Linked DNA regions of Mus musculus: region 1 is linked to region 2. The links are chromatin contacts, called in public Hi-C maps. All regions are on one chromosome and are shown on one strand. Each heading gives the region's core, a stretch centred on a gene start, on an enhancer-like site or on the middle of the called end of the contact. The rest is flanking DNA. Distances are from core to core; before and after follow the strand shown.

Region 1 (4,751 bases), core at 138-2,637, 650 kb after region 2:
GGTCAACCCGTGGGGAACTGCAACGTTAGTTTCACATTTAATCTTCTCATCCTTATGAGAACTTATTAGGGTTTATGTGTCTTACTCACAGATGAGGGACGTCTGGGGCTTTTGGTGTAAATGGGGGAGATTGTGGCTGCTTGGCGAGGCTTGCCTAGAGGATCAGGCGGGAAGCTGAGAAGTAGGGACCTTCTAAGGGGGCATACTGGCCTTTCAACAGCTTTCAAAACAGACACAGAAGGCCACAGGAAAGTCACAAGTGTTGGTGACCTTTCTGAATCACATTCAAGCTTTCCAGTCTTCATGAAGATGGGGAGGCCATGGTCTTCCTATGAGATGCTCAGCAGGACACTCCCATGCTATGCGTAATCTCCAGGTGGAAGGAGAAGGCCAAACAACCACTGAACAATCTCTCCTTTTCCAAAGGGAAAAGTTTGATTATCCCAGTGACTTTGTTAGCAGCCTTTGCTCCAGAAAACTTAGATCTGCATGGAGCTTGTAATTAATATTTAAGTTTAGCTTGATTAAATTTCTCTCGGAGATACTTGGTCATTTCTTGTCATCTTGATAAAGACTAACACAAATGCTTTTTTTGTTTGGAAGAACTTACAGAAGCCTACTCGGGAATGTTGCAAAGTTGCTGGGATAATTTTAGCTGCCTGTGGACTGTCTAGGTGAGCCTGCATGGCAAAGGTTAGCACCACCTTCCGTTTCAACACAACACCACAACACAACCACCACTTCTTAGTCTTGTGGTTTTGTTTTCTTTTCTGTAACTGAGGCTTTCTAAAAGATGCTATTCTCAAATCAAGTAGTAGTCTGAGTTCTCCAAAATTTGATTTCACATGTTATGGTCCTTACAACTTTTGTCTAGTGCTGGACAAAGAGCTTCATTGCTAAAGTCCATCCTTCCAAGCATGAGGGCCAAAGCATCCTCCCAACCTGCCCCATCCAGAACCCACTCAAAAGAGCCAGGTATGGTGGCATGCTCTTGCAGTTCCGACCTTGAGGAGACAGAGATATAGGTGGATCCCTGAGGCTCATCAGGCAGCTGAGCCTGCTTTGTGAGCCCCAGGCATGTGAGAGACCCTGTCCCTAAAAGAATAAAAAGCAAAAAAGTAGATGGCACCTTTGGAATGGAACTGGGTGGTTGTTCTTGGGTTTCCGTGTGTGTGTGTGTGTGTGTGTGTGTGTGTGAGAGAGAGAGAGAGAGAGAGAGAGAGAGAGCACGTGTGCACCCACATGTGCACACACAGACAAATAAATGTAGAAGAAGCGTTCATTTACATAATGATCTCAGCTCCCAAGCCATCTTGTACCCTGTATAAGGGTGCCGTGTGAGGGAATCTGCAGGTGACAGCCTGCCTCCAGGCACAAAGCCCAGAGCTAAAGACTTGTATGGTGTGATGCACGATTTGTTCTACTTTAAAAAATTAAATAAATGCTCTCCGTGATTGTGCTGGCACGAAGAAGCCGTGTTGTGCTGCCCCAGTCTTTCTATAGGTTAGGCTTTGCTTGGATATGCGGGCTACATCTCAGCTTGCCTGAAAGATCTACTCTTTGAAAGTTCTGAAATGAATTTATGAGTACAGAATTTGAATAGATTTCCAAGCCATTAGCCAGAAATTTTATAGAGTGGGAATAGTTCTCATCAAATGAGCTCAATTAATGCAAAAAAATTATATATTTAATGAACAAATCAAAGCAATCTGCTGTGCTAAACTGAGCTAAGTGCTGTAAACGGGACAGAGCTAACACCCTCTAGCCATTCCTAAGTGTCTCAGTTAAAAATAACCTTGAACTATCTTTCAAAGCTCTGGCGATCAACTTTTATCAGCTTTCACGTAGGTAAGTTAAATGTGGCAAGGGACATTCACCAAGTGTCTGGGGCTTGCATAGCAACGGACTCACCAGTGTCCAAAGTTTTGATTGGACTCACCAGTGTCTGCAGCTCTGCTGAGTCTAATCAAAACTTCTTGAGGACATGCATGCATACAGACACACAGAGACAGACAGACAGACAGACAGACAGACAGACAGACAGACACACATACACACACACACACACACACACAGAGAGAGAGAGAGAGAGAGAGAGAGAGAGAGACTGTAAAGGAAAATTAATATGTGACCATTTAATTTGCCAGAGCAAAGTTGGATTTGCACAAGAATGGACACCAGAGCTTGTTGGAAGTGCTGATAAGTGGAACATGCTGACGTGTGAGACTTTTGAAAAAAGAATGTTTGTTTGCCTGGCTTACATTTTTATCTCCTGAAATTCTTGAGTTTAGCATACCCGGTTGCTTTTTTTTCTGAATCAGGACTCTGTCCAGATGAGTGGGGACAGAGACAGCACAGTAACAAAACGATGGTTTGGGGGACAGTCAAGAGGATGCAGGCCGACTTGCTGTTGACCCTGCATAGCCTGCTACCAATTCGCTCTGACAGAAACAGCCTTGATGCTATATCCACAGGATGGAGGCAGTGAGGAGTAAGAGTCTGCAGGTTGTGTCTTTAGCGCTATCAAAGCCCATTGAAACATGTTGGTCATTATAACTGCATGCACACTACTCCTTCATCACGGCAGATTATCCATAATGTAACTTTCCTCTTGAATGGGCAGGGAGAGACCCCAGTGAGCACTGTGTAGTCTACATTTTACCCTAGTGTTTGATAAAAGAGGCTCATTCTACCACTTCAGAGGGTCACAGTGATGTTAAAACATGGCGTTGGATCATGATGGAGTCAAGAGCAGTGGGGTCAGGACATGTGTGATCACCTACAGGACACACTGTCACTAAGCTGCAGATTGTCTGCAGCCCAGGTAGTCATGGTCCCTGACGGGAGGATTTCACGTGTCAATAGTTTCTAGCTTAAGCTTATACTCAGTAATTTCCTCCTCTTCCTCCAGACCCTCGGCAGTCCTGGTGTCTAAGTGAATGACCTTGTTTTCCCACTGTGGCAGGCAGGATTGGGTAGATGAAAGTCAATAGTTCTGTGCTGTGCCATCACTAAGTCTTGACTTTTCGAATCTCAGGAACATGTTTTGCTATTGTTATTTCCTCTATTGCTGCTTCTCTCTGAGAGTTGCCATTCTAGCAAATCAACTGGAAAATGTGGAGTTTCCTTTCATCATGACCATGATGTGGGGGCCTCAAATTATTCAGATAGCATCTTGTGGCATTCCTGTGGGGGCTTAGTGCCTGCAAAACGATTCCCTTCTTTATTGTTTTTGAGGAGAGATAGCTAAGTGGCTGTTAATAGTCATACTGTAAATCTAATTTTATGTAAGACAATGAGATGGGTTGGGGAAGACGGACCTTGCCTGATGTGGACAACAAGAGGGAGAGATGTCCAGATGGGGAGGGTATGAGCCTGAGTCTCTGTCCCATCTCTGAGATAAGGTCAACTTGAGAAGATACAATCCCACTTCATATAGCACCATTAAGATCTCTGCCTGTACACGGATTGCTACTTTGACCTGGGTGTCTGAACCAACTCTTCCGTCATGCCTAGAGTCACTTGCAGAGCAGGCTCATGGCTCTGAGGATAGAATGGCCTGGCAGATGAGCACAGCGGTTGGGCAGTTATTATGCCTCATGACCTGTCAAGTCAGATCAGGACAATTACAAGCCCCATCAGGATGTATGTGGAGACACAGACGAGGCTCACCAGTCATCTTGGCCTTTTCTCACAGTCTCTCAGCAGGGATCTACTGTTGTTCAACTGTCCATGGCCTCTACCTGAGCTATTCTGCTCAGTCCCAGCCCTAGAAGCATCCTTCACTGGGGAACCCTGTTCCCACACTCCTGTGCCCGAGACTTACTACTGCTCAAGGGCTTGCTGTATGGCTGTGGCTCCTTAGGTCTGGATCAATTGTTTGCATTTTTACAGGTCAGAGAGTCAGTGCCAGTGAGTGCCAGTGATGGAGTCTTGGGAGCCTAGACAGTCTACCATAGGAAACCTTGCACAACAGTGCAGGGTAGCAAGTATAGCAGCCACACAGCCAGCCTAGTGTCACAAGGAGAAAATGTGTGTCTGCTGTCACCCCAGAGGCCAGGAAGTTGCCTGTCCACAATTTCTGTCTTCCGGGCCTACCTTGTACAATTCATTGTCTTCACTCAAGACTATGTAGGTATCTTTAGACTGCATTGTCTATGAATGCACAGACACCATTGTTATTCTGACTGGTGGGCAAAGTGTTAATTTGTTAACATATATAATCCTAGAATTGAAGTTGATGCAGCCTGTGTCGGCACGGGTATGCTCTTTAATATGTAGGTGAGATCAGAGATACAAATTGTCTAGGACCAGCTCCCCTGACCTGGGGGACACAGGCACTGAAGGCAAGGAGTCAGAGAGAAGAGACAGCACAGTAGAAGTTGGAAGCTGAACTCGGATGGGGCCAGAGGTGAGGCTGACCAGTAGCTGGGGAGACTAAAGTCTGCTATCTATCTTCTGGCAGGGGACAGTGCAGACAGCTGTAACACAAGCCTCCACATAAATCCATGCCAATGACCTTAGCCTTAGCGTGTCCTCTGATGGGAACAGGCTTCAGCTGGTGTCCCTTTTAAAGCATCCATAGGCACAGCTGGCTGTACAACGATGTTTGGAGGTCCAGGAATGACTGACTGTGCCCCCAACCTTCGTGCTAACAAGGGAGGAGGGGAGTGGGATGTATATGTTACTGCATGAAGCAAGGCTTTGGAGCCAGGAGAGACATGGAGAGTAGATTCCAAAGTTCAAACTAG
Region 2 (5,200 bases), core at 976-3,475:
AGAAGAGGAAAAAGTACTATTCTTGTTCTTCATTTTAAGGTAGGGGTATATGATGTGATGGCAAATTAAGAGACGATGTTAACACCCCCTCTTCTGACACCCAGACAGCATGGATGCCTTCCAACCTGACTTCTGTTTTTGTTGATTCTCCTTCAAAATGGCACACCATGCATGTGTCCTGGGAGAAAATATGGCAGGTTTGGCCAGGAAAACCAATGGCCAGGACAGGCAAAGAAAAGGAACCTGTGATCAGTGTGGTCCCTGAGCTGAAGGACCCTAGGGACAGCATCTGTCCCCTGAGAGCACAGGCTTCCCACAGTTCTTTTCGTGTGTGTGTGTGTGTGTGTGTGTGTGTGTGTGTGTGTTTCCTACCCAATAGCTCACAGCCAGTTTCCTTACTTTTGGTTCATACCATCTATCTCCCTAGATACCCCTTCCGTGGGTTCAGCTCCCCCACATCATTAAAGGCCTGCTTTCCTTACAGGAGTCTCTGAGGGTAGTACCATCCTTCTCTGTAGACACCTGTCTTCCAGGAGCTGGGCTTGAGCCTGAAGCTCATCTCTCACATGGCCACTTGCAGCTTGCCAAGATAGCTGGGGTCAAGATTTAGTCAGCCTTCTACAAATAAAGCATACCCTGACCCAACCATGGAAGCACCCATGAGCTAAGCCTCTGGTTTCCAACAGTTGCATCAGCCATTATCGCACACGCACAAACGCATGCACACACTCAGAGAGAGAGAGAGAGAGAGAGAGAGAGAGAGAGAGCTGGCACTCAGTGGGCAAAGGATTCACTGGCCCTCATTGAGCAAGGGATCTGCATGGCAGCAACACCTTTTCCTAACTTTCCAAACCCAAGTTAACTTCCCTTTGTCAAAATTGTGAAGCATTAATGTGCCCAAATGAAAGGTCAGAGGTATAGACTTGTGTCCTGGCCTCATTTCCAGTAAGAATGGTCTACATGGAGTAAGGGAGGCTTACAGCTTTACCTAGGCCAGTCCCGAAGATGAAGGCACAGATGGGTGGGTATTGGCTGTGGACCATTCATTCAATGGTCCAGTAAAAACAGTGGAGCCAGGCTCTGAACCAAGAGGTCCCATGCTTACCCACCCCAAACTGCCCCTTCCCATACCCTCACCCTATTCCCTAACAAAGATCCTTTAAGTTATGTCTAACAGAAAACCCCTTATTCTTTAGTAAGAAAAAAAGCAACTAAATAGAAAAAAAAATTAAAATTACCCGCAGAGCAACCAGTTTCTGACCCTTTCCTCTGCTGCAGAGAGCTATAGCCTTCCTTTGCAATAAACTTAACTTGCTTACTTTTCTTTAAAAATATATACAAATTCGCAGCAGTGGCAGCAGCACTCTGAGGACCCAACCCCTGTGGCTCAACATGAGGGCAGTGATGCTGGCTGCTTAGTTTGGCTCACCTGGGCTGCTATGGTGTCTGTGGATATTTGAGAACTGTGTGGCTGAAACACACAAGAGAGAAATGTTAGTGATGTCCATGAACTTTTCTAACACAGCTGTTAGAAATCAGCAACCTGGATGGCTTAGGACTGGTGCCAGACATAGCATCAGAGATAGTTGGTCCCTCACCTTCTACTCTTGGACTTCTCATTAAAGTAGACTGCCACCATAGCTCACGCTGCTACTGATCACTGGGGAAACTAAGGCAGGCAATCATTTAAAGCTGAGCCCCATCTGCATTCCCGGATGAGGTCCAGGCCAGAGTCGGCTCATGTTGTCTTCAAAATAAAACAAACAAAAAGACAAGATGTCCCAACCCAACCTCAAAGGTAAGTGGCCCCTAAGGTCCCTGGCAGAAATTTTGACTAGCATTCAGAGATGGGAGCATAAAAACACCAGAGTTCCCAGGACCCCACATTCTGGGTTTAGAATCAGGGTGGATCCAGTTGCCCTCACATGTGGTATAGAAACAGGCTCATCAGAAATCTCCTTAGGCAGATGATGAACTTATAAACCAAGGAGGGGTATGTGGGAGGGTTTGGCAAGAAAAGTGAGAAATGATGTAATTATATTATAATCTCAAAAAACAAAAAAAAACAAAAAACAAAAAAAACCCTGTAATAAAAAACGTTCTGGTTGGGGACCCCTGGGCCACTAGGGGGAGCCAGGGGAATGATATCGGAGGGCTCTTGGGGTTGGGGGGGGGGGTTACCAGATCTGAGGAAGAACTTGGGAACCACTACCACAGTGATTTTGTTACACTGAAAGGCACACAGCCCTCTCTGAGGCTCTCTGGAATCAATCCGATGTGTGTGGTACGGAGAGAGGTGCTCACTGAGGATGCTGGCCCTTCCTGAGACCCGCAGCCTCAGGTCTGGGCAGCCAGAGTCACACATGGCTGAGCATCAAGGACACAGAGGCAACCAGGGCGGGCTATTCTCAGAGTGTTGGAATGGAGGTGACAGGTCACATCAGGGTGGCGTTCAGAGCAGTGAAGGACTTGGGGCTTGAAACCTTAGCCATAACTAGGCTGTCTCTGAAAATTTTGGACTCATCTGAGAGGGGGGTGCAGCAGCTACACAGAATGGGGGAGGGACTCTTGGTTACAGTCATTCCCATAGGACATTTCATGTCTCCAGGGCAGCAAACATCACAGCCTGGAGTTACCACCAGCCACAATACTGAAGAGAAAGACCACAGACTTTAGCCCATCTAGCAGCTGCCCTCACCCTTTTTATTTTTTTTCTCAAAGGAAAAGTGCTGACACCATTTTCCAAGCCTTAATTATACATAAAAGCTCTCTCTTTAGTCAAAGAAAAGCTGAATGTAAACTCAAAACCATATTGACGTTATTGACCCACCGTGGCCCCACATGAGCCTTACATCTGCCTGCCAATATGACAGAAACTGGTAGGCGAAGGACACAAATGTCCCGTGTCCTTGACAGACAGACAGCCTTCGTTTCCACATCAGCAGATTCTGTCTTTGTGGATTTGTGAGGAGGAAGAGAATAGGGCTCCTGATAGAAGCTTGGCGTACAACTCCCCAGCATCCTTCAAGTGATAAGCAAAAGCTTCCATGGCTCACCACTCTCTGCCTAGACAAATTCTAAATATGGATCTGCACATATGTACAGATTAGACTGAGCACACAGGAGCAAAGCAAGCTGGCCATCCGTCCCTCCTGTCCCCTCCCTCTGTAGGAATCTGGCTGGGGATGTAGGTTTGAGTTCACAGTACTGACGATCTCAGAGTCCAGCTGAGCATAGCACAGGAAATCAACATGCCTGCATCTGAACTAACTGCATTCTGCTTCATTGCCCTGCTTGCCAACAAATGTTTATGCTCTTATTGCCTAAGGTCCTATGATTCAAAAGGGGGCCCATATATTCTACCATAGCATCTCCAGTGCATTAGTACTTAATGGCCATGGGCCGTGGAGCGACACTGTTTAACCAAGGTTACTCTTTTTTTTTTTTTTTAACCTCAGTGCTATTTTGGTCTTGAGTGTGCTTCTGGCCTTTGTGGTTTTATGGAAATTCAGTGTCCTTCAAAGGAGAGGAAAGAGTGATGTACACCCAGAAGAAATCTGGTTTCTCAGCTCAGGCCTTGGAGAAGCTGGGAAGACAATATTCTGAGCTGCTCAGCAGCTGTTTCTGGCTTCTGTATGGTCTATCTGTCCTCCAGTCACTAGTGGAATTGCCATCTTAGTCCCATTTAGGGATCTGCTGTTCTCTGTGGCTTCAATCTCAAAATATTCTGTGACCGAGTATCCCCAACACTGCCCAAGAAACCCACACGATAACTCATAATGAAGAAGGTTATTCAGTTCCATTCACTGTTAGAGAGGGTTTAACAAAAATGCCCAAATGAAGGCTCTTAATTGGAGCTGAAAATAATAAACAGATGGATGGATAGATAGATAGATAGATAGATAGATAGATAGATAGATAGATAGATAGATAGATAGATAGATAGATAGATAAACAGATCCAAGATTCAGAAACATTTGTTCTGGGTACAATTCATACTGGAAAACAAATTGTTCTGTAATCTATAAATCCCAGAGATGACCCACATTGGTTAGAATCTCCAGTCTCTTCCCAGTTTTGAAGGAATTTGAGTGGCTACGTCAGGGAGAGTAAAGCTAACTTCCATGTAAAGTGAATGAACACCTGAATTGGAGGGTATAAAGATGGCCTCTTTATCAGTTCAGGCCAGTTCTTGGACTGAGGGAAGCTCTCAAGGCCCGAACCTCCTTCCTTATCATGACTGCAACATATACGGGGCTGCATGGTACTCAGCCTCAAATCACAGATGGGGAAGAAGGATGCAGATGGAGACTAGCTTCCCAGCCACAGTGACAAAGGAAAGATGGCTACCACCTCTGCTTTCGTGCCCATGGTCAAGCCTGGTCGCCAGGTCTCAAGTGTAAGTAAATGAGGCTGGGAAGTAGCATTCCCAGCAGACCAACCATTTCCCAGAGATGAATTTCAGCCAGCCTAGAGCAGGCTGCATTTCCAAGGACAGACAATAATCTCTGACATGTAGTCATTTAGTAGTGCAGTTGACCCTTGGAGCAACGTCCTTGATGCCGGTAAATCCATCTCACACCTTTGGAGTACTCAGGAATCTACAATTCTCAAATATACCAGCAAACCTGTTCTGTCTTCATCACTCGTGGGCAGATATAACTAATTCTAAAAAACATCCTTACACTGAATTATGAATTTATGCTCAGGAAACTTCATACAGCGCCCACCTGTTGATGTTGCTTCTACCTTTCTAGAATCGTCTGGATTTATCTTTATTCTCCACTTGACAGGTTTTCAAGAGACCAAAAGAGCCTTGTGCCTCCTTTAGATGGTTAATTTTTCTAAACATTCTCATCTTCACATTGGGTTCTGTTGTCCTTCACACGAGAATACTCAGGTAGTGATGGTTCAGCCTTTACAGGTAGTTTAGCTAATGGGGTCTGGAGAGATGACTCAGCAGTTAAAAGCATGCACGTACACATACATACTTTAAAATAACATATCTTTAAAAACTATTTTGCTAAGAATAAGAACACAATATCAAGTAAACTGAAGCGGAAGCAGGGATGGGGAGACAGGATGAGAACGTCTCAGTGCACCCCCATTTCATAGAGAAGCATTGTTTGAGCCTCTTTCCTACCCCTCCTGCACTGCCTGCCTGACTGTAGGTGGGTTACCCGTGGCCATCTGTTTTCCC

What was found. Hi-C and Micro-C count contacts between places; a contact is called where the count stands out from the background.
Region 1: a contact with region 2 is called in a Hi-C map of cardiomyocytes, with 2.1 times the contacts expected there. The contact joins two enhancer-like sites. A contact is called at or near these places in 3 of 484 Hi-C or Micro-C datasets (Th1 cells, cardiomyocytes and cerebral cortex) and 3 of 115 datasets of contacts at active chromatin or transcription factors (bone marrow-derived macrophages, cardiomyocytes and heart atrium).

The regions. Positions count from the first base shown.
Region 1 is chr17:10,412,709-10,417,459 of GRCm38.p6, forward strand. All of the region lies in intron 4 of Pacrg (PARK2 co-regulated), which reads right to left. Among named protein-coding and RNA genes, the nearest start is that of A230009B12Rik, 41 kb to the right of the region's middle. Within about 2 kb of position 1,388, at least 7 of the 459 cell types and tissues checked have an H3K27ac peak or open chromatin away from gene starts, as enhancers often do. A contact at or near this core is called in cardiomyocytes and heart atrium, where this site is marked.
Region 2 is chr17:9,757,381-9,762,580 of GRCm38.p6, forward strand. The region is part of intron 3 of 4930452A19Rik (RIKEN cDNA 4930452A19 gene); the gene reads right to left. Among named protein-coding and RNA genes, the nearest start is that of 4930452A19Rik, 16 kb to the right of the region's middle. Within about 2 kb of position 2,226, at least 47 of the 459 cell types and tissues checked have an H3K27ac peak or open chromatin away from gene starts, as enhancers often do. A contact at or near this core is called in cardiomyocytes and heart atrium, where this site is marked.